Regions from separate parts of the Sus scrofa genome. Here regions 1 and 3 are each linked to region 2. The links are chromatin contacts, called in public HiChIP or PLAC-seq maps. All regions are on one chromosome and are shown on one strand. Each heading gives the region's core, a stretch centred on a gene start, on an enhancer-like site or on the middle of the called end of the contact. The rest is flanking DNA. Distances are from core to core; before and after follow the strand shown. Region 1 holds the start of LOC100521350 (transmembrane protein 256-like). Region 2 holds the start of QRSL1 (glutamyl-tRNA(Gln) amidotransferase subunit A, mitochondrial). Region 3 holds the start of C1H6orf203.

Region 1 (4,076 bases), core at 715-3,214, 320 kb before region 2:
AAACAGTGCGCGATGTCATTCTCTTGAAGGTTGTGCCCTGCCCCTTCCCTCCTGTGTCAGCATGAAAAATACACATACTTTACCACTCTTCTAATTTCCTTATTTCCAAGCAAAGGATCATTTAGTGTCCACATGCAAATGGCAAATGATGTAGCACTCTTGTGGCCTGGAGATTCTTCCTCTGTGAGGAGGAAGTAGAGTTTCATTCACCCTAGGAGTTACCCCGTTCGGTTTCTACCCAACCTCCTGCCCAGGAGTGGAAGGGGAATCTTAAAAATATCCCTTAAAGGGAATGAGCTCACCCAGCTCAGGCCTTCCTCTGAGGCAAATGGCCCAACCCCAAGCTCTTCTTTTCCTCCACAGCCTGGGCAGCTCAAGGCACCACACAGAGGACAAAATGAGGAAGCGAAATGTGGCACCACAGAGAGGACAAAGTTCCAAGTGAATTTTTCCTTATTTTTCCTACAGCTCTGTTCTTCATTTTTCTTCATTTCTCCAGAAAGCTTTTTTGCATGTGCCGTCTGGACTTAAGAGGATTGGTCTCATAGTTGTTGTAGGATGAATGAACTGAGGCAATGCTGTAATTTCTGATCAGAAACCAATGAACTATGGACGGAGGGTTCCTGAGGGAAGGGGGATGAAATTCTGAGCCCCCAGGGGCTGGAAAAAGTTTTCCACATGTTTGCTTTATGGGAGCCAGCCACAGATTGTATATATATATTTATATATGTTTTTGTCCTTTATCTTTTTAGGGCCTCACCCGAGGCATATGGGAGGTTCCCAGGCTAGGGGTCAAATCAGAGCTATAGATGCCAGCCTACACCACAGCCAGAGCAACGTGGGATCCAAGCTGTGTCTGCAACCTACACCACAACTCACATGGTAGTGCAGGATCCTTAACCCACTGAGCGAGGCCAGGGATCAAACCCATAACCTCATGGCTCCTAGTTGGATTCGTTTCTGCTGTGCCACGATGGGAACTCCCCCCAGACTGTATTAACATTATTTTATTTAAATGATTATTTATTTGTGAATGAATAATGCACCAAATTCAAAGAGTATTAACCAGTATGTAATGAAAAAAGGGTCTTACTTCTATGCCCTGGCCAGCCAGTTCCCTTCCTCAGTGGCAAGTACAGTTCTCAATTTCTCACTATCCCTTTGGAAATAATCACTTTTTCTTATTTTATTTTATTTTTGCTTTTTAAGGCCACACCTAAGGCATATGCAGGTTCCCAGGCTAGGAGTTGAATCAGAGCTGCATCTGCAGGCCTATGCCACAGCCATGGCAATGTGGGATCTGAATCTGGTCTATGACTACACCTCAGGTTGTAGCAACACCCGATCCTTAACCCACTGAGTGATTCCAGCCCACATCCTCATGGATACTTGTAGGGTTCTTAACCCACTGAGCCACAACAGGAACTCCATCTTTTTTTTTTTTTTTTTTTTTTTAATTTGCCTTTCTCTTTTAATGCCCTCCCTGTTCCATTTCTTGAAAAAGCACCCAGAAATTCAACACAAGGAAGCTCAAAGAGCCAAGGCAAGCCAGCCCCAAATTGGCAGGCTCCCTCTTACAGGGGCCAAAGTCCGGATGCTGTGGTCTCCGCTAAGAGACTGGTAGTAAAAGCTGGTGCAGAATAAGGTGGTTCCAGAAGCTAGCAGTAACCCAGCCCAGAGGGGTTTTCTGCACAGGGGCACCCCTAACAGGGCCAGGCTGTGTAAGAAGTGGTGTTTGTTGGCCTTGTCAAAGAGCTTTTCCCGTAGGCATCCAGAAACTGGGCTCTGTGCACTCCGTAGGAGGCCAATCCTAAGGCCCCAGCTGCGGACAAGGCACCCAAACTGCGGAAAACAGCCCCCGGACCGCATGGCAAAGAATGAACACCGCCTGGGCCACCCAAGAGGCAAGCTAATCCCGATCTTCCATGCAAATGAGGGCCACTGGTGCCCAATCCCGGCAGCGTTCATTTCTTTTTTCTTTTTTTTAAACACAAATAATACAGAGTTCCCCTCATGGCTCAGTGGTTAAGAATCTGACTAGGAACCATGAGGTTGCGGGTTCAATCAGTTCCCCTCATGGCTCAGTGGTTAAGAATCTGACTAGGAACCATGAGGTTGCGGGTTCAATCCCTGACCTTGCTCAGTGGGTTAAGGATACCACGTTGCCATGAGCTGTGGTGTAGGTTGCAGACACGGCTCGGATCCCGTGTTGCTGTGGCTCTGGCATAGGCCGGTGGCTACAGCTCTGACTCGACCCCTAGCCTGGGAACCTCCATATGCCCCTGGTGCAGCCCAAGAAATGGCAGAAAGACAAAAAAATAAAAATAAAATAAATAAACACAGACAATATGGTAGTGCATACACTGTTTTGTACCTTACTTTTTTTCCACTTATTTGGAGATTTTTCTTTGTAGTACATATTATGTATGTTTTTCAATGATTTATAATATTTAGTGATATGGATATGCCACCATTTCTTTAGTTGAGGCTTTATCTGTGGATAATTAGGTGATTTCCAATCCTTTACTGTTAGAAGCAGTGCTGAAAAATACTCTTGAACTTATTCCCTTTTGTCTTTCTGCAAGTATATCTGTAGGCTAAGTTCCTAAAATTAGAACTGTGAGGTCTAAGGGGACATGTATTTTTACTATTGATAAGATGTCAAATTCTTTTCCATAATCCCATCAGCATGGATGAAGGCTGGCTTTCTCACCTCCTTATGAACACAGTGGAATTTAAATTCTAACCAAAGAATTTAAGCTGGCCAAAGCCAATTCCTTTTGTTTCATTTCCTTAAGAAAAAAATCCCCGGGATGCTTAGAGGTAGGCATCATCCTACTAAATTTGCATTTGAAAATAATACATCTCCTACACTTTACATTTGTTTTCTAGTTTGGTTGCAGCTCAAGACCTGAGAGAATTTCTTTGAGAGTCTTTAGAGGGTAAAAAGGAACTAATAGTCAAGGAAGCTCATTGTGGTTTACTAGCTTTACAAGACTTCAAAAATCCAAGGCTTTTATAGTAGGCACAAAGGAGGGGTTTATTTTATTTTTTGACTCTTGAGAGCGGAGGAGTTCTTATCGCCAGCAGGGGGCAGCATGTCCCCACAGAGAGTCAAGCTGGACTTCTTCCAGCTGATTCAACAAGCTCTAGCCCAGGGACTAGATTGAAAGGCTCATTCACTTTTTAACCTTCTCTGCTATCTCGGTTGGAGCAGGCTAGAGTTCCTGTGTGTGGAACAAAGCTTAGCTAAAGAAACCCAGGATAGATCAAAATATTAAATGTATAGAATTTAATGCATTTAAGGACGGCACGGAATAAGGGGGAGGAGTACTGTGAACATAAATAATAGCACCAAATTGTAGAATAGAATTTAAACACATCACTTAATTATTCCAGCCACCATTTCTGCTATAAAGCATAGAGTATCTTAGATTTCATATCAATTTTGTTAAGTGCTAAAAATGTCAAAAAAACCTCCTGTTCCATAGAATAGAATTTATCATTTTAGCTTAAAAGGCAAATTAACCTGTTCCCTTAATTTTTTTTTTTTTTTTTTTTTTTGGTCTTTTTAGGGCCACAACCGCAGCATATGGAGGTTCCCAGGCTAGGGGTCGAATTGGAGCTGTAGCCGCCAGCCTACACCACAGCCACAGCAACGCCAGCTCCGAGCCACGTCAGATCTGAGCCACATCTGCAAACTACACCACAGCTCATGGCAACGCCGGATCCTTAACCCACTGAGCGAGGCCAGGGGTTGAACCCGCAACCCCATTGTTCCTAGTCGGATTCGTTTCCACTGCACCATGATGGGAATTCCTAACTTGCTCCCTTAATATGAGCCTATTCAACCAGCAAACATTTAGTGCTTGACAAAGAGAATATGGGATAGGAAGATATGCCTCTGCTTTTGTTGGCAAAGCAGAAAACCTTGAGACCTGGATCAGGAAATTTTGATTCTGACTTTAGATGAGTCATGATAACTGGCTCTGTGGCTGTGTTACTTAACTTCTCTGGGCCTCGGAGATGAAAATGAAACTAATCCCATTTGTCTTACTGACCTCATAGATGGACAT
Region 2 (3,817 bases), core at 1,289-3,788:
ATTTTCCCAAAGAACAGTAATTAAATGTTCTTAGGCTAAACCCCCAAGAAGCCTGTTGGATATATAATTAACTTTAATATAACAACAATCATTTAATATAACTTTAGGGTTAATAATATTAGCCTGGTGTCAGGTTCCTAGAAACACTGGGCTTATATGCCACAAAAAAGGAAGGTGAAAGTAAGACTCCTCCCCCCTCCTGAATGTTGCAGGGTAAAACTTACAAGCAGCAGTTTCACCTCCTGTTTGGCATTTTAACTCTTTTTAGTGCGTCCTCTTTGGGCTCCTCTATTGCCACGAGTCTCCACTTAAGTCCCCCAAATTGCCTCAAAATGCTAGTTTTCAGCCCCTCCCTGAACCCCTCCACAAATTTTCCCTTTCAGGTTGATTATCTCATCCAGGATGAGGTAGAGAAAAAAATCTGATTGAACTGCTATAATTTACAACAAATGAGTAAATAAATCATTCAACTTTCCCAGGAATCTTTACATATTTAGAATAGGATATGTACTAAATTAATTAATTAATTTTTTTTTTTTTTTTTTTTTTTTGGTCTTTTGTCTTTTTAGGGCTGCACCCATGGAACAGGGAGGTTCCCAGGCTAGGGGTCTAATCAGAGCTATAGTCGCTGGCCTACACCAGAGCAATGCCAGATCCAAGCTGAGTCTGCAACCTACACCATAGCTCACAGCAATGCCAGGTCCTTAACTCACTAAGCAAGGCCAGGGATCCAACCCACAACCTCATGGTTCCTCATCGGATTGTTTCCACTGTGTCACAACAGGAACTCCTGAAATTAATTTATAATTGGTGTTATTTGGGGCATTGGTACAATGATGAGGAAAAAACAGAGTGAACAGAAGATATATTATGGGCAGGGAAAATAACCAAATAGTGTTTTGCACACAAAAGACATCAATAAATATTTGTGAAAAGAGAGATTAAGTGAAAGTAATCCTGCCAAGGCCTTTCCTTGGATCAGCTTCCCTAAATGTTTCATTTTCCCCATTGAGGTAAAAATTGTTTCTCACAATGGCTCACTGGACAACATCAGGAAGGGGTGGCATGAAAAAGATAGTGCTAGGGGTAAGGGCAGAAAAAGAAAATACCTTATTTTTAAGGTTGTATTTAATTTTAAAACCAGTTTTTGGTTAAAAAAATGATTTCTAAGGAACAAACTGGATTAGTCACTGACAACATAGGCCAAATGCAATTTAGGATGGTACAACAAAAATGTATTTAAGGGAAGAACTGTTTATTATTTAAAGTTCTCATAATTTATACCTTTCTAAAAGGCTTCCAGTTTGGAAAAAAAAGACTCCCCAGGTGAAGATACACATGGAAGATAGAAGGTAGAGGTAGAGGGGGTCCTCAATTGCTACTGATCAGCAGAATCATCTGGAGCCCAGGTTAAACCATTTTAACCTGCGCCTTATCATACTGACTTGCCTGCGTGGGACACAGCTGTAGTTTTAAAGAGGGATGGGAGGTGATTCTGATAGCAGTAGGCCTGCAGACAGCTCCCCGGCTCGAGAGATCTGAGCCAGAAAGCAAGGAGATCTGATTTAGAGCCCTAACAGCAGCAAGAGAGAGAGAGAACAGATTACAAACTTCATTCAAAAAAGAAATAACAGGGTTTAGTGATTCATTGGATATTCCGATGAAAAAGAATTTAAAGGCCACTGTGATAACAGTTGTGCCGTTAAAAAGAGACTATTAAGAATTCAGAAATTAGGTTTTTGTTTTGTTTTTTATGATGGACGTGGTTCTATTTCAACAATGAAGTCAACTTTGGTTAAACTGTGTTTGAGGTGCTTGTGGGACATGTGGAGGAGCTGTCCAGAAGACATTCATAAAAGCAGCCTGGAGTTGAAATGTGATATCCAGAAAATGGAGACAGGAGTAAAAGAATCATTGGTATCTTGGTGGTGGTTGAAACCTAGATAATGAATATATCAACGGGGGAAAAAAGTCAGGATCACTAGTTTGGCTTTTCCAAGGGACAGATTTGCGGGGTCCTTACTGAGGACTGCATCAGATAAGAGTGTAGGGGACAAACCAGATAAGGACCAGCCAAAGTCCCTTTATCTGACAGAGCCCACGCTAAGAGACCTTCCGGGGCCCGACCCAGCCACAGCAAACGAATAATCCAGAGAAGCCAGTGTGCATTTCCACCCCACAGCGCCTCGGTGCAGAAGCATCCCCCGCTGAGACCCTAACTTCGGAACAGGTATGTGGACTAGACTAAGAACCTAGAACTCGGAATCCCCCACCCAGTTCCAAGGAAGGAGGCGGGCAAGGCCGGGACACCCCGCGTCCCAGCGAACAAAGACTCCGCGAACCTTCCCGACCTCCCTGGGCCCTCAGCAGACAATTCCACTCACTTCTCGGAGGGTCCGGCCCAGCATGGTCGTCGTACCCCGCCTGCCACCACAGGGGCCAGGTGACAGGGAAAAAACCAAAGGTCAGCGGTTGCTGCCGGCTTACATGGGCGCAGCCATCTTTGGTCGTCATGGAACCTGTCAGCACCGAGTACTCAGATTGGCTGATTTGCAGTCCGAGGAAAATGATCTTTGGACACGATTGGCTGGCGCCGCTGATCGAGTTCCGCGGGGAAGGAGAGCGGGTGGCAAGGAGACTCCGGGCTGGGGTCGCGGCGGTGAACTGGCAGCATCTGATTCTCTGTGGCGTCTGGATCGCGAGCGGAGTCGGCTCGTCTCACCGAGGGTTCCCGGGACAGGACAGGGTTCTGTGGGTTTTGTTTTAGGGGCGGGGGTGTGAGGAGAATGGACAGAATAGTGACTGGGACGTTAATTGGAGCTTTCCGGATTCGAAGAGCACACTATCTTCGGTCGCTCAATTAGTCTCTCTGCATTTTTGAATTTTCATCTTTGAAACCGGCCAGAGTATTTGTCAGAATTTGACCGAATTCAGGTGTGAGGATTAGATCTAGATGCCTTTTAATTAGGGCACGCAGTTCAGCCTCTTTTTACGATGGGATTTCTGAAGATCTGTGTACTTAGAAGAAATGCATGCACTGCTCTTTGCTTCTGGAGAAACCAAATTGTAGAGAAACCTTTGGTTAGAAAGATTACTACTACCTCTCCAAGGAGCACTGTCATGCCCGCCTGGGTGATAGATAAATATGGGAATAATGAAGTGCTTCGATTTACTCAGAACATGATGCTACCAATGATACACTATCCAAATGAAGTCGTTATCAAAGTTCACGCTGCGAGTATAAACCCTATAGATGTTAATATGAGAAGTAAGTTTCAAAAGACATTCCTCATTGCCTTTTTTTTCTGTGTTCTCTTCAGACAGTCTCATCTGGGGTCCGTTTTTAAAAATCATTTATTATTGACTACACGTTTTTGGCTAACACAAAGGATTTGTTTAGGGTTTTCACAGTATCTCAGCAGATAATGTTTCCAAAATTTTTGAAATTGCAATGTTCGTGGTATGCTTTCATCTTTTACGAAATAGAAATTTGAATTGCTTCTATGCTACCTTAAGATGTAAATTGGGACTTGAGAATTGTATCCACAGCTAACTTTCTGGTACACTCTCCTGGGAACTTTATGATAGTTTGAGGTTCATCACAGATTTTAGAGGCATGGTCATGTTTTCACAACATTTCAGAACTTGCATTTCTATGTTAGTTCTTACTTGCCCTCCCACTAGCCACACAGCTAGCTTGCTTGCTTGCTTTTTTTTTTTTTTTTTTTTTTTTTTTTTGGCAGCACCCATGGCATGTGGAAGTTCCCTGGGTCAGGGATCAAACCCACGCCTCAGCAGCCCCCTGGGCTGCTGCAGT
Region 3 (3,878 bases), core at 1,315-3,814, 350 kb before region 2:
TGCTGCCTCCTTCTCCTCCCTGACATCTTAATATTGGAGAATCCCAGAGCTTAGCCTCTGGTCCTCCTCTACATTCACTTCATCCAGCTCAGCTCCATCAGTCAGTTCTGCTAATTACGTATCAAGACACCAGATATTTCCATGGCTTTAAATACCACCCTAATCCATATCCCCATTCCAGACCTGCCTCCCAAATCCCAGACCTGTATACCTGAGGACAAGAGATAATACAGCAAGTCTGACAGTGTGATCCTTAGACAGGTCTGCCTGCCAGGCTGGCCCTTGCCTGGTATCTGGGAACTTGGATTTCTGGAGGGTTCTTGCCATTCCCAGAACCAACATGAGTGACTTACTGTACCTAAACTGCCCGCACAATTTGATTTATGCTGAATACCTGCTTTCCTTCTGGGAGTCTGGGATTTTGGAACATTCTAGGTACAAGGTGCCTGTGTGGTTAAATTCCAATCAATATCATAAGCATTGGGTCTCTAATGAGCTTTCCTGACAGACCAACATTTCACTTCTTGTCACAATTCTTGCTGGAAGAATGAAGCATGTCCTTTGTGCTCCACTGGGAGGGGACACTTGGAAGACTGCACCCGGTTCACTCCAGACTTTGTCCCATGCATCTTCTCCCTTACATATTGTGCTTTGCATCTTTTTGCTGTAATCAGTCATGGCCATGACCCACAGCTGAGTTCTGTTGAGTCTTCCTAGTGAAATCAATGAACCAAGGGGCAGTCTTGGAGACACGGATACAATATCCAAGTGGCTATTCAACATCTCCATCTGAGTGCATAACAGGCACCTCAAACTTAATTTGTCCAAAAACAAACTCCTGATACATCCCAACCCAAACCTGCTCTACCTGCAGCCTTCCCCATCTCAGTTAATTGTAACTCTACCTTCCTAGTTCCCGAGGGCAAAAGCTTCCGGTCACTCTTGACTCTTCTCTTTCCACCCAGATCCATTATATTAGGAAATGATGTTAGCTTATCTCCAAAACATGGCCATTATCCCATCACTTGTCACCATTTCCACTGCTACCAGATTCAGGCCCTCATCTATCACCAGCATTACTAAAAGGCCCCCTGCAGTCTATTCTCCATAGAACAGTCAAAGTGAGTCTTTTAATTTATAGTATGCCATTCCTTCCCTCAAAACCCTAAAAAAACACTTGGAAAAGCAAAATCCCTACCTTGGCCTACAGGCCCTGTGCAATCTGGCCCCTCATCACCTCCTGCCTCTCTTGCTCACACAGCTCCTTCCCAATGATCCTCAAAACAACAGGTACACTTCTGGGGATTCTTTGTTCCAACTTCGAGAGAACACTGTTAGCCCAGCTACCTGTGGATAACTCATCTTCACCTCCATAAAGTCTACTCATTCTAACTCCATTTAACAGGCATCTTGCCCTCCCAATTTCCCCTTACTCTGTTCTACTTTCTCTCACCACAGCACTTACTACCTGCTATCATATTATACACTTTATGGGAGTTTTGTTTTTTGATGTCTCTTCTACTAGAATATAACCTGTTTGCCTGTGTCAATCCCAAGTGCCCAGAACAGTGCTGGGCACGTGGTAAATGCTTCATTAAATACTGTGAAATCAAAGTACACCAGAAGAACCAGTGCACTGGGATGAAGAACAAAGATGGGCCTGGGTTGAAGGGCAAGAGGCTACATCTCCAAGGGGCTTCCAGATCAAAGTGTGGACTTGACCCAGAAAGCATGAGAGTTCTAGAAAGATTTTAAGTAGAGAAGTGATCCCATAGGAGTGCCTTTTAAAAGATTTCTTTGGTGGCAGCGTGAACCTAAAAGGGGATGGATGATCGTGGCAGGAAACCTGAACGAGGTTTCGAGATCTTCAAGACAGATATAAAATCTGTGAAATAAACGAAGGCTGTTTAAAAAAAAAAAAAAAAGTAATGAGTGGAGTGCGAAGGCAACGCTGTCCGTGACCTGCGGGACATGTGGAATCTCTCCACGTTCTTAAGCCTAACTACTCTGTGTGGCGAACCTGATCTAACTGCTTTTAGGTCAACTGCAACTAAAAATCCTGTCTTCTCCTAGAGACCTCGGAGAGTGACGAAATGCTGAGACAAGGTCGGGTTCCCCTTGCTCCCTCCCTACACCCCTCGGGCTGCGCACCTTCCCAGGTCCTCAAGGTCAAGGGAAACAGGACACCAGAGTCCTCGAGCTCACGGTCTGTGTCTGCAGCAAGCAGGTGCTGCCGGGCCCGGGGCAGATCGCCTCTGCCCACCGGGTTCCCACGGACCCTGCAGCCCCCGGAGCGGCCCGACCTGGCCAGGATAGGACGCGAGAGACTCACGCGGAGACCTGACACCGCAGGGAGAGGACAGGAGAACGCCACGCCCGTATTTGCCACGTGCGCGCGGTGAAGCAACAGAAGGGGGCGCGGGCCGGGGGCACTGCACGCCCGGCCGGGGCGCAGTTACCTGCACGTCACCGCCGCTCCTCCCACCCGGTCTCCCACCGAGGCCGAGACCGCCGGCCTCCAGGCCCCTCCCTGGCCTCGCCCCGCCCCTTCCGTCGGCGCCGGCGCAGTGAGAGCGGGCTGGGCGGGGCACTCGGGCGCGGCGTCGGCGGCGCAGCGACCTCTGCTGGAAGACGCGGCCGGGCGGACTGGGCCGGGAGGGCAGCCCCGAGGACAGACACGTCTCTGAGCCGAGCCGGAAGCCTGAGCCTGGTGGTTACACATGGTTGAAGAGAGCTTTATTTTTTTAAATTAGTTGACTTATTTTTCATTTAAGATAGTTGATGTATAACATTATATAAGTTACAGGTGTATAATATAGAGATTTGTAATTTTTAAAGGTGGTACTCCTCAGAGTTATTATAAAATATTTGCTATATTCTCCATATTGAACAATATTATCTTTGTAGCTTATTTTTTGTGCCTCTTAATCCCCTACCCTTAGAATGCCCCGCCCCTTCTCTCTCCCCAAAGGTAGCTACTAGTTTTTTGGCTATAGCTGAGCGTCTGTTTCTTTTTCGTTATATTCACTAGTTGTATTTTTTTAGATTCCACATATAAGTGATAACATCGAGTATTTGTCTTTCTCTGTCCAGCTTCCCGACCAACCCCTCCCCCGCCTCACCAACATTTTTTTGTGGTCTTTTTGCTGATAGCCCTTCTGAGAGGTCTGAGGTGATATCTCACTGTGGTTTTGATTTGCATTTCCCTGATGATTAGCGATGATGAGGATCTTTTCTTGTGCCTGTTTGTATCTTTATTTCCTCTTTTAAAAATTTCTATTCAGTTCTGTCTAATTTTTAATCTGGTTAGTGCTTGGTTTTTGTTTTCGTTTTTGTGTTGTCGAGTTTGGTGAGCTGTTTATGTCAGCTGGATATTAACCCCTTAGCAGTCATCATTTGCAATTTTTTTCTCCCATTTGGTAGGTTGTCTTTTCATTTTGTTGATGGTTTCCTTTGCTGTGAAAAAGCTTTTCAGTTTAATTGGATCCTTTTTGTTTATTTTTGCTTTTAATTTCCTTTGTTTCAGAGAAGGATCCAAAAAATTTTTGCTATGATTTATGTTGAAGAGTGTTCTGCCCATGTTTTCTTCTAGGAATTTTATGGTATCTGGTCTTACATTTAGGGCTTTAATCCATTTTGAGTGTATTTTTGTATGTGGTCTTAGAAAATGTTCTAATTTCATTATTTTACATGTAGTTGTCCAATCTTCCCAGCACCACTCAGTGAAGAGACTTTTTCTCCATTGTATATTCTTGCTTCCTTTGTCATAGATTAGTTGACCATTGGTGCATGGGTTTATTTTTGGCACAAGAGCTTATTTTAATGCTGTGGGCCTTGGATTTTTCTGTGATCACCAACCTCTGTGAACATCTTTGAGT

The links. HiChIP or PLAC-seq counts read pairs in DNA pulled down with a chosen protein or histone mark.
Region 1: an H3K27ac HiChIP or PLAC-seq map of alveolar macrophages shows a contact between it and region 2. The contact joins the promoter of LOC100521350 here to the promoter of QRSL1 in region 2. A contact is called at or near these places in 2 of 5 promoter capture datasets (fetal liver and liver), 8 of 47 Hi-C or Micro-C datasets (blood, embryonic fibroblasts, fetal heart ventricle and 3 more) and 1 of 2 datasets of contacts at active chromatin or transcription factors (alveolar macrophages).
Region 3: an H3K27ac HiChIP or PLAC-seq map of alveolar macrophages shows a contact between it and region 2. The contact joins the promoter of C1H6orf203 here to the promoter of QRSL1 in region 2. A contact is called at or near these places in 4 of 47 Hi-C or Micro-C datasets (heart right ventricle, liver and skeletal muscle) and 1 of 2 datasets of contacts at active chromatin or transcription factors (alveolar macrophages).

The regions. Positions count from the first base shown.
Region 1 is chr1:73,128,654-73,132,729 of Sscrofa11.1, reverse strand. LOC100521350 (transmembrane protein 256-like) reads right to left here and starts at 1,964. Exons shown (of 2, transcript XM_021084607.1): 1 at 1,760-1,964; 2 at 1,454-1,757. The coding sequence starts at 1,964. The coding sequence ends at 1,531.
Region 2 is chr1:72,814,322-72,818,138 of Sscrofa11.1, reverse strand. QRSL1 (glutamyl-tRNA(Gln) amidotransferase subunit A, mitochondrial) reads right to left here and starts at 2,538. Exons shown (of 12, transcript XM_005659343.3): 1 at 2,385-2,538. The coding sequence starts at 2,408. It overlaps RTN4IP1 (reticulon-4-interacting protein 1, mitochondrial), which reads left to right and starts at 2,601. Exons shown (of 11, transcript XR_002343682.1): 1 at 2,601-3,268.
Region 3 is chr1:73,161,016-73,164,893 of Sscrofa11.1, reverse strand. It overlaps C1H6orf203, which reads right to left and starts at 2,564. Exons shown (of 4, transcript XM_021090591.1): 1 at 2,460-2,564.